2 separate regions of the Rattus norvegicus genome follow, and region 1 is linked to region 2. Evidence: chromatin contacts called from public Hi-C data. All regions are on one chromosome and are shown on one strand. Each heading gives the region's core, a stretch centred on a gene start, on an enhancer-like site or on the middle of the called end of the contact. The rest is flanking DNA. Distances are from core to core; before and after follow the strand shown.

Region 1 (4,144 bases), core at 770-3,269, 190 kb after region 2:
AGCCTGGTACTGCAAATCTGGCCAGGTCTGGGGAGCCATAGGCACCCTGGTGAAGCTCTCACTATTGATTTGCTACAGGCCATAGCGTCAGACTGCTTTCTACATTCGTGTCTCTGTACCCATGCATCAACACAGCTCTCTATCCTCATCTGGGAAATGTTCCTGTGCAGTGGACAGTGGTTAATGGGGAGACTCACAACTAGTTACAGTGTAGGCAGCAAGTAGTCAGCAAGAAGGCTGTGCCTCAAGGCTCAAGAATACTGAAGAAGGGTGTGTGAAAAGATTATAAAAGCCAGAGGTCAGGAAGAGCTGTAGCTAATCAGTGTCTTCTGAACATGACAAGACCATTGTAGTCATGAACTAAAAGCAGCTCTGGTTGTCTGCACAAAACCTACACAAGATCAAGCCAGTTAACTTTCCAGCTCTGGCCTCTGGGGCCTGGGGAATCCTCTCATAAGAAACTGTGATGTGGGCTGGAGGGATGGCTCAGTGGTTAAGAGCACTGACTGCTCTTCCAGAGGTTCTGAGTTCAGTTCCCAGCAACCACATGGTGGCTCACAACCATCTGTAATGGAATCTGATGCCCTCTTCTAGTGTGTGTTTGAAGACACCTACAGTGTGTGTGTGTGTGTGTGTGTGTGTGTGTGTGTGTATGTGTGTGTGTGTGTGTGTATGTGTGTGTGTGTGTGTGTATGTGTGTGTGTGTGTGTGTGTGTGTGTGTGTATACACAGAAAGGGGGAAGGAAGAAACCATGATGATTGATACTGATTTTAGATCATAGGTGACTAAAAGCTTCCTACTGATTTATGAAGCTGAACTAATTAGAATGCTCACATTGAATACAAAACCAGATTATAAGTAGCTGGATTTAGGAATGCAGTTGCGAAATTCCTTACTGGGTGTTAGCAAATACACACACTTGCTGTATTTTAGTGATTAAAATCTGTTTGGAACTTTTAATTCCAGGCAAAGGCAGGGAGGTCTCTATGAGGGTCAGGTCAGCCTGGTCTACAGAGCAAATTCTAGGACAGCCAGGACTATATAGAGAAACCCTGTCTTGAAAAGCAAAAATTATCAAAAAAAAATATAGCTCGAAGCCAGAAACTATCACAGGATACTAAATTCATTATAATAAGTAAGCACTCAAAACCATACAATAAAAACTGAAAGAACATCTGATTAACTATTAATTAACTACTATTAATTAATTAAAGTGATGACTACAGGGGCTGGAGAGATAGCTCAGTGGTTAAGAGCAATGGATGCTCTTACAGTAGGCCCAGGTTCAGTTCTCAACACATGCATGGCAGTTCCCAACCACCTGTAACTCTAGTTCCAGGGAATCTGACTCCTTCTCTAGGCCCCAGGCACCTGTATGGTGCACATATATACATGCACACAATACTTACACACATAAAACAAAGCTAAAATATTTTCAAATGAATTGCATCATAAAAATCAAGAATGGAATTCTAGACTACCAAGGTGGTGGTGCAATACGCCAATGTCTCTTACATTCTGAGAGTCTTGGATTTTGCTGGACCTCACAGCCAGAGTTAATAATACACCTTCAGGTCACCTAAGATTTGAGATTGCTGTCCTACTGTGTACTCAGCTTGTTTGTTTAACCTGCCTTTAGGAGAACAAATGTTAACAATTGACTTTCCTTGCCTTGGAGTTCCCATGTGATCAACTTTTACAACCTAGGCAAATGCATGGCTGAAACCTTGTTATATATACCCGTATGTGCCCTTGACCCAGAATAGTGTGTGTGTGTGTGTGTGTGTGTGTGTGTGTGTGTGTGTGTGTGTGATGGCAACAAATACTGAAAACAGCAAATAGGTCAAAAGCAACCTTCTAAGGTGAATATCTGCTGTGCATGCTGAAGACGATACATTGCTTGACTGTAAGCATTTGTTTGTTTTCTGGGTCATTTGTTGGAGTCAATGACTTAATCCCTCATTCCTTCCCCATGTGATACTTTCTGTGCTCAAAAACTACAGACCAAAAGCCCTTTGTTAGGGACACAGACATAGAACAGAGCGACACAGGCACAGGGACCGATTCACAAGACAGCATTCAGGCAAGCAAGGATTCAGACTCAGAACAGACAGATAGGAAATGGCAGAAGATATATAGAGAGAGTAGAGAATTCATATCTCGGCTCACTCTTCGTTAAAGTGCTTTTGGGTGCTCTGAGATTATCATTTGATGTGTATCCATCCGACCTGGGGGTGGAGATATGGTCTTTACTAAAACAGAATCCTTACTTTGGACACAGAAACATAGTTGGCTATACAAAGCGCTTAAAGGAACTCTGGGTTGAGAGTACTTAACTTTCTCTCTTGCAAATATTTTCCAGAAATTTATTCACTTTATTGGCGATTTCTTGGCAAGAAATTGCAATAGATTCTTAACTGGAGAGATTGCAGTATTGATGTCTATTGTACAGTATATTAATATATACAATATTCAAAAGATGTCTCACAAAATAAAAGATAGCATAAACAACACTGGTGGAGAATGTAAGTGCAGGAGACTTGAGAGATGGCTCAGTGGTTAGGGCCTGACTCCTTGATGATGGGATATAATGTGAATGGTAAAATGAACACTTTAGTCCCCAGGTTGCTCTCTATCTCAGCGTTTACCACAGCAACAGAAGCAAAGTTAGACAGGAGACTTAGAGCAAAGCCTGGATACCTTTGCTATAGGCCTTAGATGCTACCTGATGACATTCCTAGCCTTTGGGTTAGTGAAACTACAAGTCAGTATATACCAAAAGGAATGACCTAATAGTCACAAGGAGGTCACGTCACACAGTGACTTAGAGGCTGAGATGGTCCAAGTGAAATTGGATCTGGATCTGCAACATCCTAACTCTCTATGTACAGTCAATTAGCCTCGTAGAATGCTTAATACAGATGTGGCTTTTTTTGTGTTTGTTTTCCCAGAATCAATCATCAACCATCACCACAACAACCCAGGGCAACTGTTATGTGATATATATATATTTTTTCTTGCCCACGACATTTTTTAACTTGCTTTTTGGGTTGGTGGCAGGTCATGCTTGTGGAGGTCAGAGAACAACTTGCAGACGTTGGTTCTCTCCTTCCACCTTATAGGTTCTGAGGATCAAATTCAAGTCACCGGTTTGGTAGAAAGCACCTTTACCCACTGAGCCATTCTGTCTGCCCTTGGTCCATCCTTTTGTCCTTGCGTCTCCTGTATGGAGAGTTTTGGCTTAGTTAGTTATGTTCTGTGACTGTGCTTTTGTTTTACTGCCAGGTCTGGGATATGGGACTGCTTCAGACCGTCCACAGCATCTGGTTATGATCGAGCTCATCCCCTAGCAGGGGTAAGTTTACACTTGGGATTCTGGAGACTCTTGAGAGGGTATAAAAATGTCAGAGGCCTAAGAGGCTGCAGTAGCTTGCCGCCCCTGCTGTTGCTGCTTTTGCTGGCTGCTGACTGCGTTTGCTGCTTGCTGGTTAGAGATATCCTGATAATTGCCCCCAAAGAACTGAACACCCCTAAATCAGCAGGAAGCAGTCTAATGAGATGGACACCCCCTCTCTCCTCTAACCTTCTTCCTTACCTACCTAGTGTTGGGGGGTTGGAAGGGATTGGGATGGAGAAGGGTGGCAGATATAATAATCCAATAAAGTAGCCAGAAAGTACTGTTATAATCTCCAGACATTTTCTGCTGTCCGGGGAAGGCAGGGCCTGCACCTTCTAGGGAAGAGTGCTAGTCATCAGCTCGTGGCACTCCTCTTTATGGTTACTATTTATTCTTACACAGGGTTTCACCAAGCTGCCCATGCTGGCCTTGACCTCATTCTGTAGCCCAGGCAGGCCTTGAGTTTTCTTCCTTCTGCTTCAGCCTCGGCATCCCCAGACTACAGGTCAGGGCAGTCCCCACTTCTACAAACACTCTTTCATTGCTACTTGCATGCAAGGCACCTCCCCAGTGCCGGGGCTTGTAAGTCCAGTCAGAAAGGTAGGCACCAATCAAGTCTTAAATGAAAAAAAAAAAGTCTTAAATGAGTGTGTAATTAAACTGTAAGAGTCAGGAAGCCAAAGGGAGGGCCACGCTAGTGAAGGCTGGGGTTCTCAGCCCTGCTCAGGGTTTCCAGGCTCTTGCTG
Region 2 (4,327 bases), core at 1,172-3,671:
TCGGGTGCAGAAAGGACAGTAGCAGAGGCTAACGTTAGGCGTATGTGCTGGCACAGGATTCTAGGGGGCTTGAGGCAGATTGTGCTCAGAGATAGCCACCAAATGGTACTGAGCAGGAGTGTCATATAAGACAGTGTAGGGCAGTGGTTATGTGCAGGCATTCAGGAATTAGCCTGAGCTCAAATACCAGCTTGAATTCAAATACAGTTCATAGGTGGCAGGTTATCATTGAGACTTGGTTTCCCGTCTGCAAAATCGGAAAAATTAAGAATAACTACCCACCTAGGGGAGCTATGAGACCTAAGTGGAGAAAGCCTTTAGTGTCTTGTGGAGCTAACCTTCATTTATCTCGTCTGAACTCTGGCTCCTGAGCAATTGCTCGCCATCACTGTGGGGAGAATGATCAGTTAGGTGCTGAAACCAGAGGCCCCTGGAGAGATGGCAACGGTGATGACCATGGCTAATGTATGGCTGACAAAGGACTCTGGAGAGGGAGGGGGTGACATCAGAGTCACTGAGGGGTCAGATGGGTGTGTGGATTGGGCAGACAAAGAAGATAGAAGAGAGAAAGGCCTGCATCAATGTGACAAGAAGAGAGGCGACAGCTGAGTAACCTAGGGTCTTGAGCAGGGCGAGGTGGAAGTAAGGAGCTTATAAATGGGGAGACGGCCCTGGAAAACTGCATTTTAAAGATGCTAGAGCTGGGGATTTAGCTCAGTGGTAGAGCGCTTACCTAGGAAGCGCAAGGCCCTGGGTTTGGTCCCCAGCTCCGAAGGAAAAAAAAAAAAGATGCTAGAATGTCAAACCAGAGGCTGAGCTTTGAGGAGCTGTGCTCAGACAGGGGAGGAAAAACAAAACTATATGGTCAAAAGAGAGAGGAAGTAGCAAGCAGAGGGAAGATGAGGAGGGGCTAAGAGAGTGCGGTAACCGTTCCCAGCGTGGCAATCAACTAGTGGCTGTGTAGTAGACCCAAGTTCAAGGTCTGCTTTGCTACCAGCTTAGCTACGCACTACAGGATAGGGTGCTGAGCCTCTCTGAGTCTCTGTGTGACAGTCTAAGGCGACTGTGAGAATTCAATAAGGTTCTGTTTGTAAGTCGAGTTCAATGCCTGGCCTCGGCAACAAAGCCTAAAGGAACAGTAGCTGGAGAGCTTATGATCATCACAGACCCAAGGCAAGTGAGTAGGAGCCAGAGAGGCAGGTAAAGGGCAGCAGCTGCTGAAACCCAGGAGACAGTGGTGGAGCAGGAGTCTAGGTAGGGAGACCTTTAGGAAAGCATGGTGGCAGGCTGGGTGGTGCTGCTGCTGCTGCTGCTGCTGCTGGTGGTGGTGGTGGTAGGGCAGTTACCAATGCTGGTGGGGGATGGGTGGGTACCAATGCTCACCTTGGCTCAGAGCCCTCTGGGGAGCAAGGAGGTGGGCAGTACTTAGACATATGCCAATCACCATGCCTCATCTGACTTCAAAGAAAGCAATGTGGATTTTCACATCAAGGCTCAGTGGGAAAGACAATGGTAAAGGCTTGGGTCTCTTCTCACGGGAGGTGGGAGAGAATGGGATAGCTAAAGTCCAGATTCTATACTTAGGGAACAGGGCAGCTTGGGAGATATTCAGATGAGTGGCAGGCTGGTATAGTTTTAAAGGAGGGATGTGGGGATTGAAGGAGTGGAGGGTTGGTGCGTGTTTGTGGGGCGCCACACCTGTCCTAGTAAAATTGATTGGCAAGGGTCTAAAATTCCCATGTCGAGGTTACAACAACATTATTTCTCCAATTCATTTCAGGTTAAGTTATGCCCCTCAAATAGTATTGAATGAATTATATCATCCAAAGCCCCAAATCTTACACTAACACCGATCGGGGGCCCTTGACAAACAGGGAAGGATGGAGCCTGGCCCAGACAGGCAGCTGGAGGTGTGTGTGTACAGGAGTCCCTTTGGAGACATATAAACAGTATCTGTCATGTGAGAACAACCGAACGCAGAAAGCTTATTTCGTTAGCATAACAGTGTCAGACATATTATACCCCATAAATACAAACCATTGTCAAATCAAGAACAAAATTTAAAAACCTATCACCAAAGTTTAAAAACTAACCACCAGGGGGCACTTGCTGAGCATTTTCTCTGAGAAGATGATCTCATTCTCCCTCCGGAAGTCTTGCCCTGATTTTCAAACTATTGCACCTTGGCAGTGAAAGAGAAAAAAAAAAGAAAAGAAAAAAAAATGGACCGTTCGCTTCATTCAAAGTATCCCGGCCTTGTGGTCAGGCCACCTACTCCTATTTTACAAAGCAGTGGGAGGATCAAGGGACAGCCCGGGCTTTTGCTTCACCATGATGGGAAACCAAAACCAGACTTCGGTCGTCTCTGTAGGAGTAGTTTCCATGAGTCGTTGGGGAGCCAGGCAGCTTAGGAAGGTCACTCTCCCCACTCCACCTTTCAAGTTCCTTCAAGCTGTCTGAGGTGCGGTTGGATAGGGGACGTCATTCCAAATGCAGCCTGTGGGGTTCATTTTTGGCAGGAGATCACAGTGCTAAATACAGCGGCACTATGTCCTTTGTGCGGACCTCTGTGGAACCTTGGCTGCTCTGGACTGCCGGTGCTCAAGAGAACCATTATATAGGGGGAAAGGTCCAACCAGAACCTGGATTTTCCTCCTCCCAGGCGCCCTCTGGTGCCGCTGCACTCCCAAAGAAAGGGTGCCTTTCACCATCTGTGCTGGGGGAAATGGGCTCTGTTTTCTAGTCAGAAAAGGAATGGGCTGTCTTTCTTTGTGGTCTGTTGGGATCCTTGCGGACCATCCAGACAGTTTACATATGAAATGATTCCCCAGCATCCCCAAACATGGTGTCTGAAACACCTTAGGCACTTAAAAAACTCTTTCTTCTATTTGCTGTTGGTTGGCCCTGACCTGGCTCTAAGTTATAGGTAAATGTCTACATCCAAGTTGGTACCGAGTCCTTGAATATTTCTCTCCAAATGCAACAACAAGAACAAGCCCTGATTCTGTAGCAACTACAGGAAATTTTAATGGTTAATTCAAGTGAATCTTTAGTTTACGGATAGTAATGTAACTGTGTGATTCCCCCATCTGTCAGCAGATTGGCCTTAGATGGTTACCCAGCCTCCAAGAGAACCAATTCCCTAAAATGAGAAAGAATTCAAAGTGAAGATGTGAAAGAAAAAAAAGTAAAGTTTAGTATAGGAGCATATTCCGCTCGGGTTTTTTTTTTTTTTTTTAATTTTTGTCTGGGAGGGGGATATGCCATGCTGCAATGCTGCAGGTGGAACAAAAGAGAAGAATGTACTAACATGAGCATATCAGGCACACTACCACACCCCTGTAACTGTGAGGGTATCCGAGACAGACGAAGCAATCGTTCTTAGTTGTGTTGGAATCCGAAGCTGGTGAGAACCTTCAGCCAAACACTGGAGTCTGGGTAGAGGCTCATTTCCTTCCTATATTCCCATCATTTCCCCTTTCTACCCTGCCTCAGTTTCTCCCTCTGAGATTTAGATCTCTTCATCTTAAGAGTTGATGAACACTGGAAATCTATCTGTCTTCTTCAGGCAAACACAGGGGACAGACTTCTCCTCCAGGATCAAATGTCTCCATCTTTCTCACCCAAGGGAGACTAAGAAAGTCTAAGCTTGGAGAGCAGGGAATCGCCATTCAGCAGGAATCTTAGCGAGAGGGCGTCACCTCTCAGTACCACAAGACCACACTGATACTAAAGCACATGTAAGATCGTCATGTCTGAGACCAGCGCTAAGAATAGCAAGGCCCTCTTACCACGAGATGCCTGGTAATCATTATAATAGTAAATCACTAACGCTTAGGGTAGAATCTGACATAGGCTTAATATGAGTTTGTACATCTTAGAGACTTGAGTCTCATTTGTCTCCGTCCTACCCTTAGGCCATCAACTGTTCCTAATCATATTAACTTATGAGTTTAAGAGTGACAATCCACACTGTAAAAATGCATGAGGACTGGAGAGATGGCTCAGAGATTAAGAGCACTGACTGCTCTTCCAGAGGTCCTGAACTCAAATCCCAGCAACCACATGGTGGCTCGCAACCATCTGTAATGAGATCTGATGCCCTCTTCTGGTGTGTCTGAAGACAGCTACAGTGTACTTATATATAATAAATAAATCTTTTTAATGCATGATGACATCAACTTTGAGAAAGAATTCAATGATGGAAAAAAATTAAAGGAAAAATAGTGTTAGGTTGTAGTCCTGATATGTTCTTGAAGAGGGCTAAAGGAAACACAGAAAGCAGGCCACAGCATAAAGATTCCAGCTGCCAACAGATTCCTAAACC

What was found. Hi-C and Micro-C count contacts between places; a contact is called where the count stands out from the background.
Region 1: a contact with region 2 is called in a Hi-C map of frontal cortex, with 2.1 times the contacts expected there. The contact joins two enhancer-like sites. A contact is called at or near these places in 2 of 12 Hi-C or Micro-C datasets (the A7r5 cell line and frontal cortex).

Annotation. Positions count from the first base shown.
Region 1 is chr3:139,748,577-139,752,720 of GRCr8, forward strand. LOC102552722 (a long non-coding RNA gene) reads left to right here. Exons shown (of 4, transcript XR_010064904.1): 3 at 3,287-3,356. Among named protein-coding and RNA genes, the nearest start is that of Rassf2, 17 kb to the left of the region's middle. Within about 2 kb of position 2,020, at least 25 of the 93 cell types and tissues checked have an H3K27ac peak or open chromatin away from gene starts, as enhancers often do.
Region 2 is chr3:139,555,005-139,559,331 of GRCr8, forward strand. No RefSeq gene overlaps it. Among named protein-coding and RNA genes, the nearest start is that of Ervv-2, 31 kb to the right of the region's middle. Within about 2 kb of position 2,422, at least 42 of the 93 cell types and tissues checked have an H3K27ac peak or open chromatin away from gene starts, as enhancers often do.